Linked DNA regions of Mus musculus: regions 1, 2 and 4 are each linked to region 3. A link is a contact called in public HiChIP or PLAC-seq and Micro-C data. All regions are on one chromosome and are shown on one strand. The core of a region is the stretch at or near the end of the contact, and the rest is flanking DNA. Distances in the headings are between cores, read along the strand shown.

Region 1 (7,209 bases), core at 573-3,072, 490 kb after region 3:
CAGAGAGCGATGTGGGCAAGGACAAGGGAGTTCCCAGGAGACAACGTAGCATCTGAGAGAGTGAGAAGGGAGCTGTGTCAGAACCCTTAAACCAGAGGGCTGTGTGGAGGGACTGCTGCCGATGAGACCCTGAGGAGGGGAAACAGAATGAAATCTGTTGAAGCTATCTCTTCTCTCCTCCTGCTACTCTCTCCCAGCCTGACCAGGCCCAGAAACTAGAAGGCCAGGGAGCCTGCTGCACTGACTCTGTCAGGTCCAGGAAGTTGGATGAACATGCAGAGACAGCTGCAGGGGCTACAGGAGAGATCACTGGGGACCCTCAATAATGGCCTCCAGGCACTGGCTGTCCTTCCAGAAGACCAGAGAATTCAAAGCCCAACACCGACATGATAGCAGAACTAAGGGTTCAGTTGCTCTCTTCTGGCCTTTAGCAGTACTGCATGCATGTAGTACACAGACATAGATGCACATAATAAAATTAAAGGGGGGCCCGGGCAGTAGTGGCACCCGCCTTTAATTCCAGCACTTGGGAGGCAGAGGCAGGTGGATTTCTGAGTTCGAGGCCAGCCTGGTCTACAGAGTGAGTTCCAGGACAGCCAGGGCTACACAGAGAAACCCTGTCTTGAAAAACAAAACAGAAAAGGAAAGGAAAGGAAAGGAAAGGAAAGGAAAGGAAAGGAAAGGAAAGGAAAGGAAAGGAAGCCCTAAGAGGTTCAGCATTACATGAGGAAAAGTGTGCCAGAGGGGCTGCAGACAGAGCTCTCAGTTAGTAGAGTGCTTGGCTAATACATATAAACTCCTGTGCTCCATTCCCGGCACCATACAATACAATTCAATTCCCAGCACATACTGGACATGGACCCCTGTAATCCCAGCACTGCGGAGGTGGAGGGCCAGGAGTTCAAAGCCGCGGTTGGGAATGGTCAGCAGTTAGTGCCTGCCGTGCAGGTGTGAGGGTCAGAATTTGAATGCCCACAAACCCAGATAAATGCCAGCTGGATGCGGCGGTCTGCCTACTTCTGCCCTTCGAAGGCAAGGATCCGAAGTCAGACGCGTGCATACGCGCGCGCACGCACACACACACAGACTATATTGTGAGTTCAAGTTCAAGGTCAGCTTTGGCTACAGGAGACCTTGAAAACATGAGAACGGGGATAAAAATTCAATAGCCCTACCTGCTGAGCCATCTTACCCACTTTTTGGGTTTCATGGGGTTGTTTCCGGTGAAGGGTAAACATGCTGTGTGCTTTTAACATTATGCAAAGTATGCTTTACTTACTGATTTCTTGATCTGTGCCAGATCAAGCTGTTTATTATATACTTACATGTTTCAGTGTGTAACTCGGCTGGCTCTATGGCCCGAGCATATGGTGTTACAAGCATGAGCCACTGCATCCTGTCAGGATAGCTTTGATACAGAAATCTGAACAGCATTGGGAGGTGTAGCGCAGCAGACATTGGGAGATGACGAATCCTTGGCTCAAACCAAAATTGACTACAAATCCCAAACAACACATAACCCAAACCCAAACAACAACAACAAAAACCAGGGATTTGATCCTTAGTACCACAATTAACAAATGTGACGAGCGCTTGCTTGCTTGCTTGGAAAAGCATACAGAATCACGCTCTGGACTGTAGCGCGAGACTCAAACTACCAAGACGACCCTCCCGGCCCTGAGCGCGCAGCCTGCGTCCGCATCTACACGTGCCAAAGGGAAGTGCTTTTGTACAGCCACGCCTCCTCACACTTGTCTCACTGGGTGCAAAAACTTCACTTTTTGGCTCGTTCCCCCACCCCACCCCGCCCGCTCCTCACCCACCGCAGCACATCTCATGTTGTGGAATGAGAGCTGGAGGTTAACCCAGGCTGCAGCTTCTGCACAAATAGCCCGGGTCTTGGAAGGTCTACCCTGGGCTAAGTTACTAAGCTCCCCTCTACTTTTCACGAAGTGGTTGCTCCCACTCCACCCGGAAGTGCTTACAGCCGGATCCGGGGGATGAGCTGGTGGCAGGACATGGACCAGCGTGGCGGTGTCTCCAGTCCGAGCGGTGCACTGGCGTCTGCCGAGCCAGCTCCTGCCTCGGTGACCCTGGCGGAGCTCCTGCACCTGGTACAGAAGGGCCAGGAGGTCCCGGGCCTGGAGAAACGCCACATCACTGCGACCCACGGTGAACCCACCGCGTCTCTGCTCCCTCGGAGGCCCAAGCCCTGGGAAGATGCGGGCTCGGCCGCCTCACCCTGCACCATCGCCCTAGACACGAGGACGCAGCCTCCGACCATCGAGGAGCGATCCCGGGGCAGTCCAGCCGCCCAACTCGACGGAGGCCCAAGGGTTTCCTGATGCTCGAGGTGTTTCCCGAGGGCATGACTGGGTCCTACACAAACTTGAGTCTGGACACTTGCCACCTGTGGGACTCAATGTTGCCTAGTAATTTTGTTTTTGGATGCCAAATTTCAACTTCATACTGTGTCCTAGTCCATTTGTGTAACGGAAATAAGTTTCCCTTGTCACTGTAGGACAGCACAACCTCCTGGACCCGCTTGTTCTGATGATACCGATAAACCGATATCCAAAAGGCATTTCTAACTTGGCAGTCGTTTGGGTTTGATGAAAAGGTTCCTTCCCAGAGTGATACATAGAAACCCTGGTTCTTGGAGTTGGGGGACTGGAGAGAGGGCTCGGTGCTCTTCCAGAGGATCAAGGTTCAATTTCCAGCAAACATGGTGACTCACATTTTAATGGGATCTGACGCCCTCTTCTGTTGTCAGTGTGCTTGGCCACATAACTAAATCTTAAAAAACCCTGACTCTTGGGAGCAACTAAGGTAGTGCGAGCAGAGGCAGTTTGGTAGTTGGTACCCCCATAGGAGTTGGCTTTCTCCTCCCACCATGCACCAGACCCCCCCCCCCCCCCCCCCCCCCCCGGTTAAGCTCTGGCTTGGCAGCAGGTGCCTTACCCAGATTCATCTCCAAGGCTGAAACTAGTAGTTGGGAATTAAGCCCTGGGTTTCTGAGGGAGCATTCTTTCCTCCCCGCAGGACTTGTGAAACGGTGCCAGATGCCCAGGGGACTGGGCGAACGGCTCTTTTTAAAGATTTATTTATTTTATGTAAGTACACTGTAGCTGTCTTCAGATACACCAGAAGAGGGCGTCAGATCTCATTACAGATGGTTGTGAGCCACCATGTGGTACCACTGAGCCAACTCTCCAGCCCCTGGGCGAACGGCTCTTAACCACTGAGCCCACCTTGGGCCCCCTCGAGTGTTTTTGGAGTCGGGGTCGTTAATACATCGATCTTTGTCTGCCTTCATAGTGACACCAAGCTTGCCAGCAGTCCTTCTTTCTAAATAGGCTCGGTGGCTACTTCTCCATAGGCCCCAATGGCAGTATACTAGCTGCCAGAATGTCTATCCATGTAGTCAAGGTCCTAATAGACCTGGGTCATCTCCAGCAACATGGACAACCCCACTTGTTTCTTGAGTCTCTGTAACCCTGGCTGGCCTCAGGCTCACAATAAGCCATCGCCTTTGGGGCTGGAGGCACAAGCCAAGTGCACCTGCTTTCTCAGAGGGCCTAGAATTGGTCCCAGCATCCACCTCTGAGCCTTCATTTGCCAGTAATTCTAGCTCCAGGGCAAGTGACACTTCCTGGCTACTTTGGCATGTACTCACACGCAAAAATCTTAAAAACAATCTTTTACTATATAGAAAAAAGCTTGTTTTAAATTCCAAGCAAGCCAGAAATGGAAGCCTTAGCTCTGCTCGCCCAGGCCTCTCTCCAATGCTACAGTGCTTCCCTACTTAGGAAGATGCAGGATTCTGCAGGATCCCAGAATGTTAAATAGCCATGCTGTTTGTCCAAGGTTGCGATGCATTTTTGGTCACCTCATTTCCCAATGATCAGTTAACACTGATCCAGGTGAAATTTAGTGGGCATTTCCTGGGTACATGTGGTTTAGGAAACAACAATCTATCACTGCATTGGTTTTTGTTTTGTTTTTTTTCTGAGACAGGGTTTCTCTGTGTAGTCCTGGCTGTCCTGGAACTCACTCTGTAGACCAGGCTGGCCTCGAACTCAGAAATCCGCCTGCCTCTGCCTCCCGAGTGCTGGGATTAAAGGTGTGCTCCCCCACTGTCCAGCTTTTTGTTTATCTTTAACATTTTCTCTATGTGTAGCCCTGGGTATCCTGGAAATCTGTAGAGCAGGCTTGCCTGTCCCTGAACTCATGAAGTCTGCCTGCCTCTGCCTCCCAAGCGCTGCAACTAAAGGTATACACACCAGGCCCAGGCAAACACTAGTTTTTAATAGAAGACAAGTGATTAAACTTCAGTCCCCTCCGGTAGCACAGAATGCAACTAGCTTAACAGACCAATGTGCATAAAAATGCAGGCTGTAGCCGGGCGTGGTGGCGCACGCCTTTAATCCCAGCACCTAGGAGGAGGAGGCAGGACTGCTGTGGAGTATAAGGCCAGCCAGGGCCAACAGGGAGACCCTGCTTTGAACAAAGCAAACACAAGACTGCCTACCCTGACAAAAATAAAAAGTAAAACCGGGACCCTCTTGATCCATGTTCAAGTGCGCCGCTTGGTCTGGCCCACTGCTCTAACAGTCTTGGAGGGGGTGGGAGGGAGGTTTGTGCTTGTTGCCCACCCAACATTAAACACCAAGATAGAAGGCAGGATGAGCAGGGTAATTCTTTCCTCCACAGCTTGCGTGGATTTCGAGACAGGCAGCCAATGAGGGAACTCGTCCTTCCATGGACTGAGCTGTGTTAAGTGTCTCCGGTGCTCGCACCTTACTGTCGTTCTCTAGGCCCAAGCCTTCCTTCAGTTTCTGAAGGCAGAAAATAATCTTCTCTGAAGATACTTGATAATTTTAAACGACGACAAAAACACTTCCGAGGGGTGCTTTTGGAAAACCTAAGGAGGGAAAACACAGCTGTGTCAACAAACCAATCTCAACTTGGGTCTGAGAGAACAGCGACAGAGTGTTCCAGTCGCGATCCTTCAGCAGAACAGGTAACCAACCGGCCTGCATAGTCCTTCTGAAATCAGTTTCTGATGTGATTCCTCCTCCACTGCAGGCTAAAAGTCCACAGCAACATAGACATTTTCTAGCCCGTGACCTAACAGAGCTGTATCAGGCATTGTCCCTTTCCAACAGGTCAACACACAGGCTTGTTCCTGTTTTCACACAGAACAACTCTCATTCTTCAAGTGCCAGGGTCAACTGCTAACTAGCTCTCCAGCGTACAGAGGGACTTCTAGTTGACAAGCATGGCCCACCAAAAGTCAGACAAGGTGCCAACAAGATGGCTCAGTGAGTAAGACTGCTGGCCACAAAGACTACCCAGTAAAGATTCTCAGAACCAATAGAGGAGAGAAGTGTCCTCTGACCTACCCCAGTGCTGGGTTTGGCATGGCCTCAGCAGGGGACAGAATGACATGGCTCTCGGCACCTGTATAGGGCCAGCAGGTGTGAGCCTCCATGAGTGTTGACGGCTGCTATGGGCATAAGGCCTCTTTGTATAATAATGTTTGTATAATGACTTACATTCCTCAGGAATGTTATCCCAGTTAGCGTTAATGCTAGTGATAACCAGTCAGCATGCATCAGGGGTGAAGGTATGGATGGCTGAGGTCTCAACAAAAAGGGAAATGCTGGGACATTCATGACAGCACTTAAGTTTGTGAAAAAGGACTCTTAAAAACATGGGTTCAGGGCTGGCGAGATGGCTCAGTGGATAAGAGCACTGACTGCTTTTCCGAAGGTCCTGAGTTCAAATCCAGCAACCACATGGTGGGTCATAACCACCCGTAATCCCATAATGAGATTTGACATCCTCTTCTGGCACATCTGAAGACAGCTATAGTGTACTTAAGTAAGAGATGGCTCAGTGGTTAAGAGCATTGACTGTTCTTCCAGAGGTCCCGAGTTCAATTCCCGGCAACCACACAGTGGCTCATAACCATCTGTAATGGGGTCTGATGCCCTCTTCTGGTGTGTCTGAAGACAGCGACAGTGTACTCATATAAATAAAAATAAAAAAACTGCTGGGCTTGGTGGCTCATGCCTTTAATCCCAGCACTCGGAAGGCAGGGGCAGGTGAACTTCTGAGTTCGAGCCCAGTCTGGTCTACAAAGTGAGTTCTAGGACAGCCAGGGCTATACAGAGAAACTGTCTCAAAAAACCAAAATAAGTAAATAAATAAAATAAATAAATAAATTTAAAAAAAAAAAAAAACCACCGGGCGTGGTGGCACACGCCTTTAATCCCAGCACTTGGGAGGCAGAGGCAGGCGGATTTCTGAGTTCAAGGCCAGCCTGGTCTACAGAGTGAGTTCCAGGACAGCCAGGGCTATACAGAGAAATCCTGTCTCGGAAAACAAATAAACAAAACAAAAAACAAAAAAATAAAACGGGTTCAAAAATATATAATTTCTGGCTGGTGAGATGGCTCAGCGGTTAAGAGCACTGACTGCTCTTCCAGAGGTCTTGAGTTCAAATCCCAGCAACCATATGTGGCTCACAACTACCCATAATGAGATCTGCCACCCTCTTGTGGTGTGTGTGAAGACAGCTACAGTGTACTTACATACATGAGGGGCTTAACAAATCTAAAGGAACAAAAGCAGCTGCGCTGCGAGCCAGCTTGTTTGTCAGAAAGATACTAAGGAAGGAGATAAAGAGATTTAGGGAGTGGTGACCACTAAGTTGTTATTTTTGTTGCTGTTTATGCTTACAAAGGCAGACAGATTCCTGAGTCCAGGGTGACTTGGGACAGAGCAAGGTTAGACCCAGGTGTGATACAAGTGGTAATTTCAGGACCCGGTCCCACAAACTAGCTCCCTGTCTGTGATAACAGAGGCAGGCAGATATCTGAATTCTTTTGCAAAGTTAAAAGAAAAGGTCCATTTGCAGTCTCCTAAGAATTAAGGAGCTGTGGTCAAGGGAGGCTGATTCATAGGAACCTGGAGTAACTATCTGGATTGATTTGTAAAATAAAAAGCTGTGCCTATAATCTGCAAGAGACGAGCTATCCAGTCTCAAGCAGAACAGAGAGGAGGCTGGCCAAGTGTCTGGAGCAGGGCACAGGCTGCCAGCTTGGACCCAGCACCTGACTTTGAGCTGTTTGTTTCCCCGCTCCCAGTCACCCCTTCTCAGGCCCTCTCCGAGCCGAGGCTGGTGTCTGGCGACACAAGCGC
Region 2 (6,472 bases), core at 3,908-6,407, 420 kb after region 3:
GAGTCATCAAAATTGAAAGTGGAGAATCTAAGAAATTTGAAAGACTCAGAATACATATTTGTTCTACACCAGCCAAACCGTGCTCAAGAGCAGTTGAGATCTGCTGTCCCTTCTAGGCTGTAGGAACCTCCCTCCCTTCTGCCCGTGTGACTGTCCCCTCAGACCCTTAGGGAGCTGCAGCCTAGCATCAGTGCAGACAACAGGGCCATGTGGACCATCCTTACCTCATCGGTGTTCTCCCCTCCACCATCCTTGCTTGAGCTGCTGGGCTTGGCTGTGCCTTTGGCAAGCTTGGAGGGTTCCTGCTGGGGAAAGATGGAGTTAGGGTTAGTAGAGGCCAAGAGAAAGGACAGGCCTAGCCTGAACCTCTTAAATCTTGTTGTTGTTTTTGTTGTTGTTGGGTTTTTCTTGTTTGTTTGTTTTTTTTTTCTGTTTGTTTTTTTGAACTGAGGATCACACTAAGGACCTTGCTATGCCAGACAAGCACTCTACCACTGAGCTGTAGCCCCAGCCCTTCCTAGGTCTTTGTTTTAACTATGTACCATCCAACTGAATCAGCTAAAACCTACTGGATCGACTGGGCATGGTGGCACATGCCTTTCTTTTTTTGTTTTGTTTTGTTTGTTTGTTTTTCGAGACAGGGTTTCTCTGTATAGCCCTGGCTGTCCTGGAACTCCCTTTGTAGACCAGGCTGGCCTCGAATTCAGAAATCCGCCTGCCTCTGCCTCCCAAGTACAGGGATGAAAGGCATGCGCCAACCACGCCCAGCCCTTGGTCTACAGAGCAAGTTACTGAACAACCAGGGCTATACAGAGAAACCCTGTCTCAAAACAACAAAAATAAGTAAAAACTCTACTGATCAATGCTGGGACACACAAGGAGATTCAGGACCTCTGGGGAGCTTAGGTTCACAATTAGGCATGACAATATTCTTTCATCTGTCTCCTCATTGGATCTTTGGGATTGGTGAGAGGTGCCCAAGGCTTCCCCGCTAGAGCAGAGCAGAAACCACCTCTGTCCCCTCAGGGTCATCCAAGACTTGGGGGCATTTATTTAGGCGACATAAACAGCACCCAGCCAAGAGGGTGCTGTTGCATGTAACAGGATGCTAACGGTCCAGAATCGTCCCACCCAAAAAACCGTTCAGATGCTCAGGCAACAAGCTCGGGACAGAGATGGAGGTGAAGTCCTGAATTTTTAACAAACTGTGAGCACCGATCGAAAGGTTCCCTTGGGAACCTGGCAACTGGCTCAGAGCCCTGGCTTGTCCAGCATCTCTTCCCATGCTCTGGGCCAAAACAAAAGCAACCACACAGAGACAGGATGGGGAGAATTCGGAAGAGACTTAAGGATGTAGCTCTGACTGCAAGTACAATACAATCAATGCTGTGGCACAGGCTGCAGGTCGTGGGACCAGCCAGGCAGGTGACAGACCTGTGTGGAGTGCATGGCTTGAGGGTACCAAGCTCGAGTTTGGTTTAGTTGTGAGCACGTGCCGAGGAAGGGGCAATAAGAAATTCTAGTTTCTTAAAGGGAAAGGCAGCCCATTCTAGCAGTGTAAAAGCTCAGCCAGAGATGCAACAGCTGCAGAAACCAGGATGTTAACAATAGAAGGGAAGAGCAGGGGAAGGGGGGTGGGGGGGGATCGAGATGAACAGCAGAGGAAGGGCTGCGTGTGCGGCAGAGACACAACTCAGAGGCATGAGAGAAACGGGCTAGCGTCCACAGGACAGACTGAGGCCAGCGAGGATGGATTTTTCTCACGGTGCGGTTGCGTGGAAACAGACTGCCCCGTGAGGCTGAGCTCCCAGTCCTGAGCATCTGAGCAGCGGCTGGATGGCCTCCCCTAATGCATGATGCAAAGGGATTCAAGCCTGAGATGAGAGCTGGATTGGAGGACCTTAGAAATCACTTCCAGCTCCGAGAGTCTGCAATTCAAGCAGCCAAGCCCCTTCAGGAAGAAGTGTTAAATCAAATGGTTTGACTATGGGGGCAAGCTGATCTCAGAGAGAAGAGTTCTGTGTGGGCTGGAGCAGGGGGGAAGGCTTTCTGGGGGTGGAGAGGGAAAACCATTCCCGGATGGGGAGCAGCTCGAAGCTCTGCCTAAGGAGGAAGGGGCTCCTCTGGGCTGAGCACTCTCCCACTGCCTACTGATCAGGCTGGCCATACTGACTCCTGTCAGTTGCTCTCAGCAAGTGGTGGAGAGGGGGGGTGGGGGGGAAATGCAACCAGGACAGGGCCCAGCAGTAAAGTGACACAGGCACACAACAGTGACAGCACACAACAGACACAGGCCCTCCAACAAAGCTGACCCACCGCCACTCAGGCTGGTCTCTGCTGGATCGTGAGCCGCCTAAGCTTCCGGTACCCTCCACCCACCTGATACTCATCTCTCAGGGAGTGTGCCTGAGAGGTTCAGCTGCCTTGGTGTGTGGGTGTGAGTGGGTGTAGGGGAACAGGGCCCACGAGCCTCACTCCCTGTCTTCTAAAGAACAGGTGAAACACAGGCACTGTGGCCCGGCCCAGCTGTCGCATGACGGGAGGCACTGGACTCTCGGGCCAGCACTGTGTTTTAACCTCAGCGCTTACTACTTATGTGCGAGTGGGGAGGTGAGGAGCCTCTCTCGGCCTCTTCTTCCTCACCTATTAAACAAAAACCATGATAGGACCCACTTCCCTTAGCCCAGTGTCTGGTACAGAAAATCCAAATGCCTAATACCGCTACGATGAACAGGAAAGTGGGAGGGGTACCTAATGCAGGAAACCTTTTTTTTAAAAAGACCTAAATCCAATCTTAAAAGGGAAGGATGCTCATCTCACAAAAAAAGACTGACTCAGCACCAGCCTACGAAGCACCTACTATGTGCTATGTGTAAGGGACATGCAAACCTGCACACAGTTTCATTAATACCTCAAGGAGGATAAAACGTGTCCACAGTTCATTCCCACCCAAGGCTGAACACATAAAGTCTGTAAGTGAGCCCAAGTGAAGGCCCAGGAAAGACTTCCCCAGGGAAGCAGGGAAGGATAGCGAGGAGAGAGGGGACAGGTGACAGATGAGCAATAAAGGGGCCTCCACCCACCTGTCTCTGTGCCTCCACCCTGGTACACCTCAGTCACACTGTCATCTCTCTCCCCCTCAGAACCTGAAGGAGGCCAAACGCAGCCCAAAATCCAGTGCAGGAGATTAGCTCTCATAAAGGCCTCCCTGGCTGCCTCCACGCATCCCGGTCCTTCCTGTGCCCTTTCTCAAGCAAAGCACTCACAGCCTGACGAAGTCTAAGAACGTCCCCTCTAATTCCCAATCAGCCGCCAGACAGATGGGACAGGATCTGGTCCACAGACTAGAAACGACAGGCGCTTAAGGAGATCACCCCTTCCTCTGAACTCCACAGCCCCAGTCCCGGGCTTAGCTATCTTGAGTGCACAGTTTCTATTGCTGGATGGCGCCCATTGGCAAGCCCACTCCCCAAGGATAAGACCCAGGTAGGGCACACAACTTTGCCTGGCTCACCACCCCCTGTCCTGTGCTCTATCTAACTCTCAGACCGAGACAGTGACAGCCCAGAAGCAGAGCCTCCTGGCAAACACACAACAGCCCCGGGATAAAGAGTTTGACTGATATGGTTAGAGATGGTAGCCCAGCATCCATCAGGGGAAAAATGAATGCAATCCACCTCTGGGGTCATCAGGAGAGTGGACCACGAGACCAGGCCAGAGCCAGCCCAACACAAGGGGCCAGCCCAAAAGCTGGGGAGTCTGAAGACCAGTTCCAGCCTCCCCAGCTGAGTCTGCTTCTCAGAAGAACCACAGATCAAGCAAGAGCAGCAAACAAAGGGAAAGGCAGGGACAGGTCAGGGTGGTTTGGAGGCAAAAGATGGCAAAAGACGGTAACATCAAGAAATGGCCTGTGGGGTTGGGAGTGTAGCCCAATGGTACTGCACATGCTTAGCATGTGCAAGACCCTGGGTCTGATCTCTGCCACTGCAAATAATAAAGAAACCGAGTGTACTGGACGGCAGAATGAGAAGAAAACTAAACAGAACAGGCCAGAAGAAAGGGAGAAATCCTGTCCTGGTGCAAAAAAAGGAAATGCAAAGGTTATCCTAAGGAATACAGGGAGGAGCCTCTAACAGATTAGAAACCGAGTCCCGTCTAGGGTGAACATGGAAGCCAGCTGATGCCAGTTAGGCACTTGCACAGAAGAGCCCTCCAAGTTGGGAGACCTGATATTGCAGCTGGGCCTCCAGCAGGATGTGTGACCTTGGACAAGTCCCTTCCCCTGACCCGGCCTCAGTCTCCTCATCTGTACCACTAGCATGCTAGTCTGCATGTGCTCCAAAGCTCCCTTCCAGCACAGACGTTCTGGGGTTCCATCAACAGAAGAAGGGCTCGGTCCTGGCTTACAAGTTTGTGTGTAAAGGAAGACTCGAGGGAGGGGCCTAGGCCAGATTTGGGCGGAGGAGAGAGAAAGCAGAGCGGTTCTAGGTCAGGGGCTTGTCGTGGGGGGGCGGGGGGGGGGAAGGAGGGACTGTACAGAACTGTGGAGAGGCCGTCTTTTAAGCTGGTGAGGAGAAGAGGGAAGGGGCTGCTCAGGGCGGGGGTGGGGGAAGTACTGGAGGGAAATGCGGTCTTAAATGAGCACTGTCCCAAACCGTGGGGGATCGGGGACAGATAAAGGCGGGGAGAAAAAGCAAGGGAGTGAGCCGGGAGTGGAGCAGATCTGGAGGGGGCCGGGGATAGGAGCAAAGAGGAAGGGAAGAGGGATAGGTGGGGGGAAATCTGTCCGGGCAAAGACGGAGAGCTGTCCCAGCTGCTGCACGGACTGGGGGTGCTGGCAGTCGCGCGGCCCTGGGGCTGGCCGCGGGAGTGCTGCGGGGGGCCGGACCAGAGGGTCAGTCTGAGGCTGTCCCGGGCCTGCCTCGGGCCCCTCCCAGAGCTGCGCGCAGGCCCGGCGGCGGAGGCGCAAGGGGAAAGGCCACGCTCACCTTATCCTTCTTCAGTTTATAGGACATCTCGGCCGGTCCACACCCGGCCCGGCTCCTGCGGCCCCGCTCCGGCTCTGCTCGGCCACACTCGGCCCGCTCGGCGTCTCTTCGCCACCGCCTGCGCGCTGCGCCCGGGCCGAGCCGTGGCTGCGCTTCCAATTGGCCCGAACTCTTACAAACCTGCCTGAGAACCAGGAGCCGCCTCCTCGGATTGGTCATTGGAGCCAAGCAGCTTCCCTTTTTTCTCATTGGAAAGAAAGAGTACAAACCGCCAGGGTTCGGCTCCCAGAATTGGCTGGAGTGGAAGGTCCCGCCCTGAAAAGGGTCGGGCTTCGTGGAGGAGGCGGAGCCATGGGGAAACCCGAGCTTGGCTAGCAGATCTGTTCTCCGGCGTCGCCTTGTGCGTCGTCCTCTGCTATTCTTCAGTCCTTTGAGCTCTGCTCCTTCCCTCCAGAAGTGGCTCTCATGTTCTCCCCTGCTCTTCTACCTGCCCTGCTTCGTACGGACTGGAGGAAAAAGGCCCTAACACGAAAAGGGCACCTTTCTTCACAGGAATTTAAAGTAGCTCAAATTGCACACGTGAAATGATAGAGAAGACTCCCAAGGGTACTCCCGGGCATTCATCAAGTCTGTCCTAGATCACAGTTGCAGAGGAGCAGAGGGGAAAGCCTATCAGCGGTGGAACCGGGCTGAAATAAAATAAGAAACCCTGGTTTGCTGCAGCTTCAAGACGTGGGTCCCTGTAGCTGCTGGAAGGGTGCTGGAATCGGTAAAACAGCTGCGTTTGGAGCCACTGAGAATGAAGTGAAAAAGCAGCCTCATCGTTCCCTACCTGAGCCCTGAGCCGCCGCCGCACCCAAGCTAGTGTTCAAGTGGGTAAGACTGGGTTCTTGCCCTCAGGTAGTTCCCACTCTAATGAGGTTCACAGACTCGTATTAAGAGACGATTAAAATACAATCACATAAATTACACAAACCTCAGAATGACATGGAGGAATATATTTTAGTTATCCTAGTAGCCAATAGATTACATTAAAGAACTGGAGGAGGTCCATCAAAAATAAATCTGCGAGCTGGGTGTGATGGGTTTGCCCCTGTAACCCCACCTCTTGGAAGATAGAGGCAGGATGATCAGGCGTTACAGACCAGCCTTAACTATAGCCAGTTGCAGACCAGTTTGGACTACAATAAGAACCTCTTAAAAGAAAGAAAAAAAAAAGACAAAAAAAAAAAAAAAAAAAAACCTACCCGCCACCACAAACAACAACAACAAAGAAACAACTCTCAGAACTAAAAAGTTACAAATAAGCCTGTGGCCGTTTGTTCCCCAGGAAAGAGGTCTTGGATTCCCCCAGGAGCATGATAACCAAACAATAGTCAATCATCCTTACACAAAGAGCAGTAGCCCCAATATTGGGAAAGATGGGGGCTGGGAAGATGGTGCTCTTCCAAAAGACCTGAATTCAGTTCCCAGCACCCACATTA
Region 3 (7,187 bases), core at 2,073-4,572:
CCTGTCTCTAAAAACCAAAAAAAAAGAAAGAAAGATAGATAGGTAAGTCAAACAGCCACAGTTGGGATCCAACTAGCAAGCTAGCTCTGTGTATCAGTTTTTGTTCTTTTGTTTTTGAAACAGGTTCCAAGTAGCCTAGGCTAGCCTCAAATACGTTATGTAACTTAAGGACAGTTTCGAACTCCTGATCCTTCTGCCTCCATGGTCGAATACTAAAGTCACTAGTGTATACCAGCTCAATTCTCTTAGCTGCTCAACATTCAACGTACTGCTCTTTTCCCCCTTTTTTCTCTCTCTTTCTCTTCTTTCCTCAGAAACAGGGTCTATGTAGACAAGGCTGGCCTCAAACTACCAATCCTCTTTCCTCAGCCTCCTGCATGCTAGAATTATAGGTGTGTGCTACCGTGCCTGGCTATCACACAATTCTAACTGATTACAATTCCCAAGGAACCATACACACAAATTCTCTTCAGGGGGAAAAGAAAAAGGGTTCCCAAACTTCTAGAAAGGAATCTGAAGCTGAATCTCCTCAGTCCTTGAGCCCCTGGGCACACTGCAGCTAGACTAGCGGCTCTGACTGAAGGCCTCCGCCTCGAGTGAACGTTTGGTGGTAGGAATATGCATGCAGCGAACAAGACATGATTAGTGAGAGCATCTCGACAAAGCCAGACCTCCCGATCCACTCATCACACACAAGCAGGCCCCCACATACACTTTAATAAGAAAGCTGATTCCACCGGGCACAGTGCTGCACTCCCGTAGACCCAGCTACTTGAGATGCTGATGTAGAAGGATCACTCGAGCCCCAGAGTCTGAGGTTAGCCCAGGCAATACAGCAAAACTGCCTCAAAGAAGAAAAGAGAAAAACAGACCAAAAAAAAAAACCTCACAAGCTGGCCACAGTCATTTATGTCTATAATCCCAGCAACCTGGAGGAAGACACATCAGGAAATGAACGGCCATTAAGTTCAAGACCAGCCTGAGTTTTACAATGGGTTCGAGGCTAGACTGGGTCAGAGTGAAACTGTCTTCTTAAAAAACAAAAAAGCTAATTGGGGGCTGGAGAGAATGCTCAGCAATTAAGCGTGTTTACTGTTCTGCAGAAGACCTGGGTTCAGTTCCCATAAGGCAGCTCTCAGATGCCCCTTTCTGCAGTCTGAGAGCTCCTGAAAACACATGGTGCACATACATACTCAGGCACACACAAACCCATGAGAAATGGCTTAGCAGTTAAGGGCACTAGCTGGTCTTCTAGAAGTGGGTTCAATTCCCAGCGCCTACATGGCACCTTATCACCATCTGGAACTCCAGATCCAAGGGATAGGATACCTCTTCTGGCCTTCATGGGCACTAGGCACACATCTGGTATACAAATATATCTGCAGCCAAAACACTCACAAACATAAAATAAAAATACTTTAATTACAATATTTAAAATAAACTAAGCTAGGCATTGTGTGTTCATGAGTTTAAGGTCAGCCTGAAGAGTTCTAGGCCAGCCAGAACTACACAGTAAGACCCTGACTCAAAAACAGTAACAAACAAACAAAACAAATCAAAACAAAAAAACCCCACTAACAACAACAAAAACCTCAAATGTCAGAGGCAGGCTCACAACTCTATCTGCCCCGGGGCAGCAACATAGTGAAGACTGTATTAATACTCTCAGCCTTCAGGCCCCTTTCTCTCCAGCAGTAAGTTCACTACATGGAAGACCAGGCTCCCTCTGAGTACAGAGATTGCCTTTTCTTTTTTAAATGAGATCTGCTAAAGCACATAGAAAAGATGAAGAGAATGCTAACCAGAAAAGGGCACGTTCTGTAATTTTTCCTGCCTCTAGCTCACCAATACAGCTGCAAAGTGACATGTTTATGGGGGATTGTCAGGGATAAAGAGTGTTCACAACTTTCCCCAGGTCACACTGACCCCTGCCCATGGAAGCTCATCTGAGTCCTAGCCCGACTTTCCCTCACCTGGGACACAGCTCCCCCAGGCCACAACCAAGGAACACCAATAACATCTTCTTACCAAAAAGGAAAAAAAAATGCCAAAGCAGACATGCACCAGGAGTGAATTCGGGAGCTGCTCATAGAAATGACCTAAACGTCGGTGAACCCCATCAGAAAGTTGATTGTGACTCCCCATCGTCTGCCACCCACCGCAGGTCTACTACTTCCAGGCAGAATGGCACATTTGACAACTTGAGGGGGAAAATGGAAGAAGACATGGTAACACAAACAGGGAGCTGCTTTGTGACAAGAATCCGCCAGAATACTTTCAGCTCACTCTGCATAGAGAGTTCCAGGCCAGGAAGAGCTACCCTGTGAGACCCTATCTCAAAAAACAATAAACAAAACAATTAAGAAAGGAAGACTATTTTTAGTGGACCGTCTACTTGCCCAGAGTTGTTTATACAGCTGAAGGCAAGCAACACTCAACTCTACACCAGCTCCCACAAGGTAGCCAGCAGTCTTACCAAACACCAACTAAAGATCACAGTCAAAACAAAAAACAAAAAAACAAAAAACAAAAACCTCTGTAGAAGAGCAAGCAAACTTCTCGGATTAACTGATTCACCAAATCCATGGATCCTCTCCCAGGGAGATTATCGCTCAAAACCCTGCCTCTGCAAACCATCTTACCCGCTCTGGGGTTGGGCTGGGGCAAGTTGCTACCTCTTCTTTCCAAGCAGGCAATGTGATTTCTTCCAGTCCCTGGGGCCCTTGGGTCTTCAAGCTGAAATGGGGGCAGACGTTGCTATAGGGGCTATGGGTAAGGCTAATCTAAGCCTGGAAGAGGGTCACACGACTGGCTTCGGTCCCCTCCTTGGGAGACCCGCCCTGCACGCTCCACATCTCACTCCTACCCCTTCCCGACTACGAGAGCCATCTCCCCTCCCACCGGCCTGGGGGAGTCAGGCCTCTGCCTCGCGCTCCAGGCTTCCTTACTCTGAGAGAAGTAACTTTTTCAATCCGTGAGCGATTGCTCCTCCAGAAGCCGAACCACACCTATTTCTGGCTACCCCCCACCCCCGCCCCATCTCCTCCCCTAGGGCTGCCACCAAATTCCAGGCTCCCTCCCCTCCGCCCCCATCGGCATTTTTTTTTCTTTCCGCCTCCAACCCTCCTCCATCCTGGCATCCTAGTTCTCCACCTCGGAGCTGTTCCCTCCCTCCATCTCTACTCCATGCTAGAGTTCCGCAAACCCCCTCAACTCTCGCCACCCAGCGCGACTACTCAAAAATCCCACAACAAACTTTCTGCCGGGGCCTCTCCTTCAGGCAGCCATCTTGCCGCGGGGCAGGCCGGGTAGGGGCCTGGACCGCGGGAATCCCCACGCACCGGGCGCCGTGCGTCATCGGAGGGGCGGGCCTGGGGGCGGGGCCTCGGGGTAAAGCGTTAGGACTCCTGGTGATGCTGGGAAAGTGGGAATCTCCTCCTTTGCAGACCTGGTAAGGGAAGAAGGAAGTCGGTGTTGGAAGTAGGACTCAACAGTGAGAAAGGGGAAAAGGCTGGTACTGTGGGAAAAAATAGAGAACAACGCTTAAAAAATACAAGATGCTTCGTATACAAAGAAAAATACCAACACACCCCTCCACGTACCCCGACTCTCATTGCCACTCCCACCCATCAGGCCTCATTGGCTGGCCTTGGAATGTGAACTCACTTTGTACCTTGAACTCACAGAGAGCCTCTGGCTTCTGACTTCAGGGTGCCACACAAGGCAAAGGAAAATGCCAGCTTTTCATCTCAACGGAAGATAACGCACGACCCAGTCTCTACCACCCTTTTCAACCGTGCTTCCCACCTCTCCCAAAAGTCTTCAGGTTCTTAAATTGTCTTGTGTTATCAGAAAATCAAGCCTTGAGATCTGCAATCCAGTTCCTCCACTCAGGAGGTCAATTTTATACTGTTTTTGGAGGGAGGGGAGAGTCAGCCCAGGCTGACTTCAAATTCATTATGTAGCCCAGGCAAGCATCGAGACGCACCTGGTATTACGGGTATTAGACGGTAGGCCCAGTTTTCAGTTGCCATTCTTAAACTGTCAACGCTTCCAAAAAGCCTTCTCTTTGAAGCTCCTTTTACTAGACGGCTCTAACTAGTTACACCGAACTTTATAACAGATATCCTGTACCATAATTATTTATGAGTTTACTTTATGTGTATGTGCCCACGTCTCTGTATGTGCATGCAGGAGCCTGTAGAGGTCAGAAAAGGGTATGGCATCACCGGGAAATGGAGTTATAGGCAGTTGTGAACCACCATGTAGGTGCTGGGAGCTGACCTTGGGTCCTCTGCAAGGGCAGCAGATGCTCTTCACGGCTGAGCACCTCTCCGGTTCCAGAGTTGTTGTTTTACTTGCTGCGTCCCTTTGCCCTAACGTCTCTTCAAGTCAAAGAGCACGTGTGGATGTCCCATAGCAGGTGCACAGCCCACAACAGTGGTTAGGCAGCAGGTTTTCCTGGGGCCTGCTAAGCATGTTGAGGCTTCCGGCTTTCTGTTTCCTGTGGCTGGAATGTTCTCCTTCTAGGGAGTCACCAACAGGTGTGTCCTTGTTCAAATGATCACGTCTGTGGTCATTCAGGATCCCAGTCACACACACACACACACACACACACACACACACCCAACTGCTTCATTTAACGTTTACTCACATGGAGACCATTATTATCTGACATCATATTAAATCTTTCTTTGTTTACTGACCATCTGTCCTACTATCATGAAAACTCCTAATTTTTTTCCTCATTCAGCACAGTGCCCTTAGTGTCTAAATTGTTTGCACCAAAGTAGGTACTCAGTAAAGATTTGTTATTCAATAAATGATCTGGAAGTGAGTGGCTGGAAGATTCTGGAATCTAGCAGTGGGAAAGAAGAGTCATGCCCCACCCCCCGCCCCAAGACACCTCTGGGCCCTGGCGGGGATGGTGGCAAGGCCAAACCCTGCAACAAAGGAGAACCTGAGAGGGGAGTCAGCTGGAAGTCTGCCTCTGTGTCCTCAGGGAGCACGGCCCTTTTGAAAAGACTCCAGGACTAGAAGAAGCCAGGTAAAGGAAACAGGGAGGACTCGTGGCCAACCAGTTTGCTCTGACCTAAAGACATCAATCTACCCCAAGCCCAGGCCCCGCTTGACCAGATGGTTCCGGAGAAGCCTCAGCATCTGTCCCTCCATAAATTATCCAGCTCTCCTTCCTGCCAGTCTTCTCTGGTGACAGCCGGAACAATCGTCCAGGAATTCCATCTGCTACTCCTGCGAGGTCCCCTCTATAGCTCATCAACATTTCATAGCACAGAGGTGTCCCATTTCCCTGGCCCAAGATGGGAGCTGGGTCAGTCCCTGGGTGAGCTGGTTTCTACTACCCTCCCCAGTCAGCACACACAAATAAAACCTCCCAGAGGATCCCAGGTCTCTAGAGGACAGAGTCCCACATCCTTTTCTTTTTTTGTTTGCATTGTTTTATTATTTTAAAAAAATCAACAAAAACAAAACAGGGTCTCTCTACATAGCTCCAACTGTCCAGGAACTCACTATGAACACCAGACTGGCTTCAAACTCAGAAGTACACGGACCTCTGACTCCCCAGTGCCCCAATTGGCGGTAAGCAACACAGTGCCTTGCTGGAATCCCACACTATATTTCCCATCACCCCCTGTGCTCTTCTATCACATATAGTTTCGAAAACAAGATTACACTGATAAAATTGATCACATAGTTTTTTTTGTTTTGTTTTGTTTTTTTTTATGAAACTCGAAATAAGGGGCTGGAGGTGTAGCTCGGGGGTAGCTTTCATAACAATTATAACTTGGTATAATTAAGAACCTGTTTCAATCCTTCCCACCTAAAACAGGACAAACTGGCTCCTGACCATTACACAGCTCCATTCGGTTCCCTTTAAACTGCTCACTCAGCACTTTTAAAATGTGCCGTTTGCTGAGAGAGGATAACACAGGCTCAAAATGAAGATAAATTGACTTAAAAAAAAAGTTTATAAACAAAACCTTTAGCCAGATGATAGTGGTGCACGACTTTTATCCCAGTACTCTAGAGGCAGAAGCAGGTGGATCTGTGTACATTCAAGACCAACCTGGTCTACAAACGATGTTCCAGGACAGGAAGGGCTGTTGTACAGAGAAAACTTATTTGAAAATAAGTAAATAAATAATATCACAAGCTCAGAATTTGAATCCAGGAGGCTGCTGTACCCCCTCTTTGTGACGTTGGTTGGACACAGAGAACACCTGAATTAGCTCAGTTCCCTGCTACAGAGAGGCATTGAAGATTGTTTCAGAGCCAGGTGTGTTCTTGCATCCCTAGAGCTGTACCACGTGGGTGGGGAGAAGGGGCCTGGAAGGATGGAAGTAGAGACAGCACAAGATGATCAAGAGCATTCTAGGCTGCGCAGAGTTAAAGACAAGCCTAAGTTCCATGAGCCCCTGTCTCAAAACCTGAAACCCAACAAAAAAGATCATTTCAAAAGATAATGATCAGTTAATTTCCTAAAGTTTCAGTTGTCCATAGCTCCTTCCTAACTTCCTTCTAATGAAATCTATGGTGCATAAAGTTTTGCTACATACATTGTCTTTTTCCAACCTTAGGATATTGAGTTTGTCGGAAGGTTAAGAAATATAATTTTAGCTGTGTATGAAGGTATTGCAGCAGCAAAAGAAAGCCAAAAGCAAAGCAGGAGAAATGAAGAGAGGCCACAGCTCCTCCAGGAGCCCAAGCCCACACCTGGGTATGGCGCACTTCAAGTGACTTTCTTAGCGAAGACTAAACATGTCTTCAGTAATGTCAACATCCAAGAGATGGAAGCAGAAAGATCGCGGTGATTTCAAGGACAGTCTGGCTTCCATAGACAGCTTCAGCCTGTGTTACGCTGTGAGGCCCTCACGTGTGTACAGCATACACAGACTTAGGGGACATTATGGTAAGCGAGCTAGTCGAGGACAACAGGAGCCCACCCTGGTGTCACAGGCCGGTAAATCACAGCTACTAGGGATCCTGAGGCACAGAGATCAGATCACAAGGTCAAGGGCAGCTTGCGTGACTTAAAGCAGAAAACACAAAAGGGGATAGAGGATGTAGCTCAACAGTAGGGTACTTGCTGGTCACATGGGAGGCTCCCAGCACTATAAATAAATAAATAAATAAACAAATAAATACACAACTGCTGTTATTTTAGTGAC
Region 4 (6,820 bases), core at 2,804-5,303, 470 kb after region 3:
CACACACATGCACACACCACACACAAACACACACAGAGAATACATATATCCATACACATATATACATACATACATACATGCCTGTAGATACATACATGTACACTGAATAAACCTTTTGAAAAAAATAATAAAAATAACGGGCCAGAGAGGTGGCTTAGGAGGTAACGGGGGTCACTCCCAAACCTAGTGACCAGAGTTCTGTCTTCAGGACCAACAAGGTGGGAGAAGAGATTCATGTAAGCAGCCCTCTGACCTCCAGAGCGCACTGTGGTATGTGCCCGTCTACCCTTCCAGCTGCCCAACAAATACAAGTAAATGCAAACAAAATTTTAGAATAAAACTAATAAAATATCCATCACATTAAGCTGACAGAACAAAATGAAAACTGTTAGCCTTCCACTCACAATGAACAGCCATTAATGTTTACCCCTGAGGTATCTAATTTTTAATAATCTCAACAATTATACATTATAAACGATTATATATCATAATGTGCATCCTGTGAATACAAACTTCTGTGTAGCCATAAAACAGTATGCAGCCGGGTGGTGGTGGCGCACGCCTTTAATCCCAGTACTTGGGAGGCAGAGACAGGCGGATTTCTGAGTTCGAGGCCAGCCTGGTCTACAAAGTGAGTTCCAGGACAGCCAAGACTATACAGAGAAACCCTGTCTTGAAAAACCAAAACAACAAACAAACAAACAGTATGCAATCAGAAAATGAATGGGAATGGTCCAACAATTCATAGTAAATTTCCCTACTTGTCCCTGAGATGTGTTTTTGGTTTTTGTTTGTTTTTTAATATTTAATTTATTTATTTAATCTAAGTACACTGTAGCTGTCTTCAAACACTCCAGAAGAGAGCATCAGATTTCGTTACGGATGGTTGTGAGCCACCATGTGGTTGCTGGGATTTGAACTCAGGACCTTGGAAGAGCAGTCAGCGCTCTTAACTGCTGAGCCATCTCACCAGCCCCGCTTTTTGTTTTTTTGAGACAGGGTTTTTCTGTATAGCTCTGGCTGATCTGGAACTCACTTTGTAGACTAGGTTGGCCTCGAACTCAGAAATCCGCCTGCCTCTGCCTCCCAAGTGCTGGGATTAAAGGCGTGCGCCACCATGCCCAGCTGGCTGTCTTATTTCTTGACTTCATGTGTTTCCTACCAATTCTCTCTGGCTGCCAAGTTAATGTGCTCCAGAGAGGCTCACTGTTTGTGTGCAAGCGTCCTCTTACTTCTCCCTCCCCTCCTCAAGCAGTCACTGAGACGAGGCCTGTGCTGAGCACTGGGGACAGGAGGATGGTGACTAAGCTCCACCTGTCCTGATGCTCAGAGTGAAAGAGAAAGGCGTGACAGCAACTAAAAAGGAGGCTACCACTCTCAGGGCGTGATGTGCCCCTGGCTCTGGGAAAACCCTCTAGAGGCTTCTCTGACCCTGTCTCCCGACACTGCATTAAATATCCTCAAGAAAGTCCTGCCTTCCCTGGGCCTCTCAGGGAACCATTATCCCTATAAGATCCAGTTTAGACATAAAGCAGACTTGTGGGAGACTCATGGCATAGACCCCAGACCCCCATGGACTACCACCCACTTTCTCTGGGCAGGTTCTCCATTCTCTGTGCTGAGGCCTGTTCCACTTAAGACTACTAAGCCTGAAGGCAGGCTCTGTGAGCCAGAAATAATCAGCAATTAATAATAAAGATGCAATACTAATAAACATAAATAAATAAAGTATTAAGAGGTGCCTAAGAGTCAAAGTTTGCCAAATCACTCCGTGACTGAAAATAATCTCTACTGATTACAAAATGAGTTTAGGCCTCAATGGGCTATAAGAGCCTTGCCAGCTCTATGACTCTGCATCTATGGATGTCTCCTAAGGAAAAGAAAGGAGCTTCCTGGGCTGTGATTAAGAAAAGGAGAAAGAGACAGGCGTGGTGGCACATGCCTTTAATCCCAGCACTCAGGAGGCAGAGGCAGGCGGATTTCTGAGTTCGAGGCCAGCCTGGTCTACAAAGTGAGTTCCAGGAGAGCCAGGGCTACACAGAGAAACCCTGTCTCGAAAAACCAAAAGAAAAAAGAAAAGGAGAAAGATGGGGGCTGGGGCAATGGCTCAGCTTTGAGAGTCCTGGCTGTTCTTCCAGAGGTCCCGAGTTCAATTCCCAACACCCACTTGGTGGCTCACAACCACCTGTAATGAGATCTGATGCTCTCATCTGTCTGATGCCCTCTTCCATCATGAGGCACTTATGCAAATAGAGCACTCGTATACAAAAATACATAAATAAAAACCTTACAAAACTTTAAAAGAAGCCGGGCAGTGGTGGCGCACGCCTTTAATCCCAGCACTTGGAAAGCAGAGGCAGGCAGATTTCTGAGATTGAGGCCAGCCTGGTCTGCAATGCAAGTTCCAGGATTGCCAGGGCTACACAGAGAAACCTTGTCTTGAAAGAGTAAAAGAAAAGAAAAGAAACAAAACAAAGAAAACAAAAGCCCAGGACTGGTGGGGAGGTAAGGGACCATCCTAGAACAGGTGAGACCTTTTAACAGGTATCTTCCAGTGAACTCACATTAACTCTAGGGAGTCTCACTTAAAAACAAAAAGTCCTATGTAGTTACAGTGTGTGTGTGCACACACGTGTGTGGATATGTGGATATGCACATGGAGGCCAGAGTTCCTTTCTGATACTGTTCTTCATCTTTTGTTTTTCAGACAAGGTTTCTCACTTGAACCTGGAGCGTGATCATTTGGTTGGACTGGCTGGTCTCCTGTGCATCTCTTTAGGTGCGGAGGTGCGGGGATCAGGGGTGCACAAACATTGCAGCGTCTGGCTTTTTATATCTGTCTTGGGGATCTGAACTCAGATCCTCTGGCAATCACTCTACCCACTGAGCCGAGTCCCCTGCCCCCATTCGCCACACATTTAACAGCTCAAATGGGAGGATTAATGTGTCCCAAACCACCAGCCCAGCATCCAGTGCTTAGGGAACATCTGGCCTGTGTACATCTGCTTGGTGCATAAAATGGATATCCAGAATACTCGGGGGAGGGGGGCCTTCGAGGACTTAGAAAGAAGGTCGATGGCTGCAAAGGTCTGAGAGGAAACTGAGCAATGATGAGCAGGGCAAAAGAGAGGTCTCAGTTCCTTGTCCTTCGATTTTTAAAATCTACCTCCTTCACTTCAGTCTCCTCTGCGCTCGATGCTTTCAAAAAAGTGACCTCTTGATCCTTTGAGTGTGAGTCTCTTCTCTCCACATACACTCACCGCCCCTCCATATAATCCTATGTAAAGCCCCCCCCCTTTTTTTTTTTGGTCTGCCAATAAATATTTGCAACTCAGTACCTGTTCTCAAGAAGCCAAAACCATACACAAATTAGGTTGTAGTGAAAGCACCACGGGAAAATTTTCAGGTTCCCTTTTCTACGTCATATGGACCTTTTCAGTTCCTCAAATTCGCCCTCTGGCTTCTAGGCCGGCAGGGCCTCCTCATCTGCCTCTGTTTCTGTGGTTTCTGCGGAGTGAGTTCCTCTGCACGCCATGCTTTCCCTGGCCAACTCTTCATTTCGCAGCAGGCTTCCTGTATGAAGCCTTCCCTCCACCCCCACCTCTAGTCTTGATGAGCAACTACCCCCGGATTCGCCCAAAAGCAGGGATCTCCAGGTTATCCGAGAGTCACAGCACCCAGCATTGCCGCAAAGCACACAGCAGGGCCAAGGAGACCCCAGCCCAGGTCCTGCCAGGCCCAGACCCTTCCCACAGGCCCCGCCCCCTCCCGCCCCTCGGGCTTGGCTACGCCCCGCGGCCCCGCCCCCTCACCTTCGCATTTGCTGGGCAATCGCACCCAGTCGGTCTCCTCAGCCCCGGCGGGACTCGGGCCTAGCTTCGGGGCAGGAAGGAGCAGCAGCGGAAGCAGCAGCAGCAAAGGAAATAAGAGGCAGCGGGGCGCGAGCTCAGACATGGACTCCATGGCCCAGCCGGACCCAGAGCAGAGCGGACCCGGCGGCGCTTCCTCCGGCAGCGCGCGCGGAGCAGCTTCCCCCGGCCGCTTCCGGGACTGCGCACGTGCCTCTGGGTAACCACGGCAACGGCGAGCTCCGGCCCGCCCCACGCCCGGTAGCCTCTAGCGGCTTGCGAAACCGACCAAGGCCCGCGGGCGACGCAACCAATGGGTTCGCTCGGCGTCTGCTTTATAGCCAATGAGAGGAACTATCTTTTTTTTTTCCCATCTCAGCCAATCAGAGAGCGGATGGTGGCTTTGGCGCCCTATAGCGATATCACTGCCAGCTAAAGGAGGCTCAGTAGCTGGAGCATCAGTTCCTAGCGGGTGAACCTTCATCATACCTTGGATGAACCAGCCTTGGGCATTCTAGCCCTGGATAACGGACTATCTTTCATGGTTTTGTTTCTTGTTTTCTGTCTTTTGTTCTTCGAGACAGGGTTTCTTTGTATCCTTGGCTGTCCTGGAATTTACTGCGTGGACCAGGCCGGCCTCGAATTCAGAAATCCAGCTGCCTCTAAGTGCACCTCCACACCGGGCCTCGTGGTCCTCTCCCCGCACCCCCACCCCCATTAAGGTGTTAATAAAAAAGTCTTTATATATTTATTTTGGGTTGGAAGACGACTGGAATCAGTTGCCTCCTTCCACCATGTTGGTTCTGGACCTCAAACTTGGATCCTTAAGGCTTAATGGTGGCCCTCTTTAGTCACTAACCTAACTCATCAACCCTAACCATGGCTTTCTTTATAAAGTTGCAAGCACTCACTAGACACCGGCTTTTAAGGCTTATTATTGCAGCCACTCACTCGAATAGATACTTAGGGCCTCACAACAGCCCAGATATCCAGTAATTGCGTTTCTCCTTATGAAAACTAGATTAATAAACAGATAAGAGTGATCCTCTTAGCCGGGCATGGTCACACGACTTTAATCCCAGCACTCGGGAGGCAGAGGCAGGCAGATTTCTGAGTTCGAGGCCAGCCTGGTCTACAAAGTGAGTTCCAGGACAGCCAGGGCTGCACAGAGAAACTCTGTCTCGAAAAACAAACAAAGAGTGATCCTCCTACATCTCGAGGTTTGCCTGTTGGGAAGCTCAAATCAATAATTCATGAATTAATGGAATTAAAAAAGAAATCCCTAGTTTTAGGGATGTTGCTCACTGGGAGATCTTTGCCTAGCACTTGACTACCATGTGCAAATCCCTGGTGATCCATCTCCAGGCTGGCATAAACCTGTCATTGGCTATATAGTGAGGGGGAGGGAGATATAGCCTGAGCTACTTGAGGCCATATCTACAAAACAAAACAAAACCACCTTGAAGTATGTGGGACAGATGGATAAACATCCCAGCATTTTTTGTATGGTATTCCAATCTCTTTTGTTATTTGTTTGGATTCTGAGCTCCTAAAAGGCAGGAACCTGGCATTGGACATTTACACTTCTCTCCTGCCTCTGCAGCATCAGGGGACTTGAGCTAAGAGATCCTTGCTGAGGGCTCCCTGGCTGAACACAGACCTTCCTTAGCTACAGAGGGGCTGCCTCGTGTGCATGAGGTTCTGGACTCAATCTGGCAGGAGATAAAAAGTGGGCAATATCAGTCAGGTGGGATGGTGCGGCTCCATCACACCAGAGAAGGTGAAGGCAGAAAGAAAGACCATAGCTTTTGGGAGAAGCAGAAGGATGAAGAGTTCAAGGCCAGCCTTGGTCCTAGGGGGACTCTCTGACTCCTCAGGTTTCCTTTAAACTGCCTTGAGCTCAACTCTGGGAAGCTGTTAGCAACTGCAGCGTTGTCCAGAAAGCTCCGTTTCCATTGAGTTTCTTTCCAGGTCTGGGTGGATTTGCTGCCCTTACGAAGACTTCCATGCCCAGCCTGTCCTTTGTAGTCAGTGGTGTCTAGTTTAAAGCAGTTGTGTCAGTAAGCCCCATCCCTCAAACTCCTCTAAGGGCCATAACACCCACACACCCATTCTCAGCCTTTTGAGGCAGGAGAGTGGCCAGGCCATAGGGGAGCAGGGGGGGGGGGGCTGGGTTTTGCTGCTGTGAACAGACACCATGACCAAGGCACAGACGCTCTAGATTTAGTTAAGAATTCAAAGTTCAAATGAAGAGACCCTGCCTCTCTACTACGTATATGGATATTCAGCACTCAGGAGGCAGAGGCAAGAAGCTCTCTGTGAGTTTGAGGCCAGCCAGACCGATGTAGCAAGATTCAGTCTTGAAGAAGCAGAAGTAGAAGAAAATGCAGAAGAGGACAAAGGGTAGGAGAGGGAAGAAGGATGGAGAAGGGAGAGGAAGAAGGAAGGAGAGAAAGGAGGAAGAAAGGAAGACTGATACAAGGAATCGGCAACATCAGCAAGGAGCCAGGAGCTACAGAGGTTTGCTGTCTTCATTAGGGTTTTGCTGCTGTGAACAGACACCGTGACCAAGGCAACTCTTATAAAGGAAAACACTTTACTGGAGATGGCTTGCAGATCAGAGGTTCATCTCTTACAGAGTTATTGGGTACCCAACACCCACATTAAGTGGCTCACAACCATCTATAACTCCAACTCCACCTCTGGCTTCCATGGGCACCTACTCTCACGTCCACAGACACACACGGGTATGTGTGAATGGAAGTAAATCCCTCTCTCCCTCTTCCCTGTGGGATCTCCATGCAAGAGCTTTCTTTAGGGAATGAGAGAAAACCAACAGAGCCAAAAGTGGTGGAAAAAATGGCCCCCATAGGTCCATGGGGAGTGGCACTATTAGGAGGTGTGGCTTTGTTGGAGGAGGTGTGTCACTAGAGGGTGCGCTCTGAGGTTTCAGAAGCTCAAGCCAGACCTAG

Evidence for each region. Hi-C and Micro-C count contacts between places; a contact is called where the count stands out from the background. HiChIP or PLAC-seq counts read pairs in DNA pulled down with a chosen protein or histone mark.
Region 1: a contact with region 3 is called in an HNF4G HiChIP or PLAC-seq map of pancreatic cancer cells. The contact joins the promoter of 2310039H08Rik here to the promoter of Tjap1 in region 3. A contact is called at or near these places in 4 of 39 promoter capture datasets (hematopoietic stem and progenitor cells, hippocampal neurons and liver), 3 of 115 datasets of contacts at active chromatin or transcription factors (astrocytes, embryonic stem cells and pancreatic cancer cells) and 1 of 9 other capture datasets (liver).
Region 2: a contact with region 3 is called in a Micro-C map of embryonic stem cells, with 1.5 times the contacts expected there. The contact joins the promoter of Ppp2r5d here to the promoter of Tjap1 in region 3. A contact is called at or near these places in 11 of 39 promoter capture datasets (the 3T3-L1 cell line, 3T3-L1-derived adipocytes, the C10 cell line and 6 more), 1 of 15 datasets of contacts at CTCF or cohesin (large pre-B cells), 1 of 484 Hi-C or Micro-C datasets (embryonic stem cells) and 8 of 115 datasets of contacts at active chromatin or transcription factors (bone marrow-derived macrophages, embryonic forebrain, embryonic stem cells and 2 more).
Region 4: a contact with region 3 is called in a FOXA1 HiChIP or PLAC-seq map of pancreatic cancer cells. The contact joins the promoter of Cnpy3 here to the promoter of Tjap1 in region 3. A contact is called at or near these places in 6 of 39 promoter capture datasets (hematopoietic stem and progenitor cells, hippocampal neurons, liver and 2 more), 3 of 115 datasets of contacts at active chromatin or transcription factors (astrocytes, extraembryonic endoderm stem cells and pancreatic cancer cells) and 2 of 9 other capture datasets (embryonic stem cells and liver).

Annotation. Positions count from the first base shown.
Region 1 is chr17:46,770,813-46,778,021 of GRCm38.p6, forward strand. It overlaps 2310039H08Rik (RIKEN cDNA 2310039H08 gene), which reads left to right and starts at 1,823. Exons shown (of 1, transcript NM_025966.3): 1 at 1,823-2,595. The coding sequence starts at 2,001. The coding sequence ends at 2,345. Rpl7l1 (ribosomal protein L7-like 1) reads right to left here. Exons shown (of 7, transcript NM_025433.3): 7 at 3,095-4,924.
Region 2 is chr17:46,699,845-46,706,316 of GRCm38.p6, forward strand. It overlaps Ppp2r5d (protein phosphatase 2, regulatory subunit B', delta), which reads right to left and starts at 5,158. Exons shown (of 15, transcript NM_009358.3): 1 at 4,989-5,158; 2 at 225-302. The coding sequence starts at 5,015. Gm52314 (a long non-coding RNA gene) reads left to right here and starts at 5,781. Exons shown (of 2, transcript XR_003952400.1): 1 at 5,781-5,864.
Region 3 is chr17:46,279,704-46,286,890 of GRCm38.p6, forward strand. It overlaps Tjap1 (tight junction associated protein 1), which reads right to left and starts at 3,323. Exons shown (of 10, transcript NM_001252474.1): 1 at 3,257-3,323; 2 at 2,643-2,736.
Region 4 is chr17:46,748,161-46,754,980 of GRCm38.p6, forward strand. Cnpy3 (canopy FGF signaling regulator 3) reads right to left here and starts at 4,054. Exons shown (of 6, transcript NM_028065.4): 1 at 3,813-4,054. The coding sequence starts at 3,963.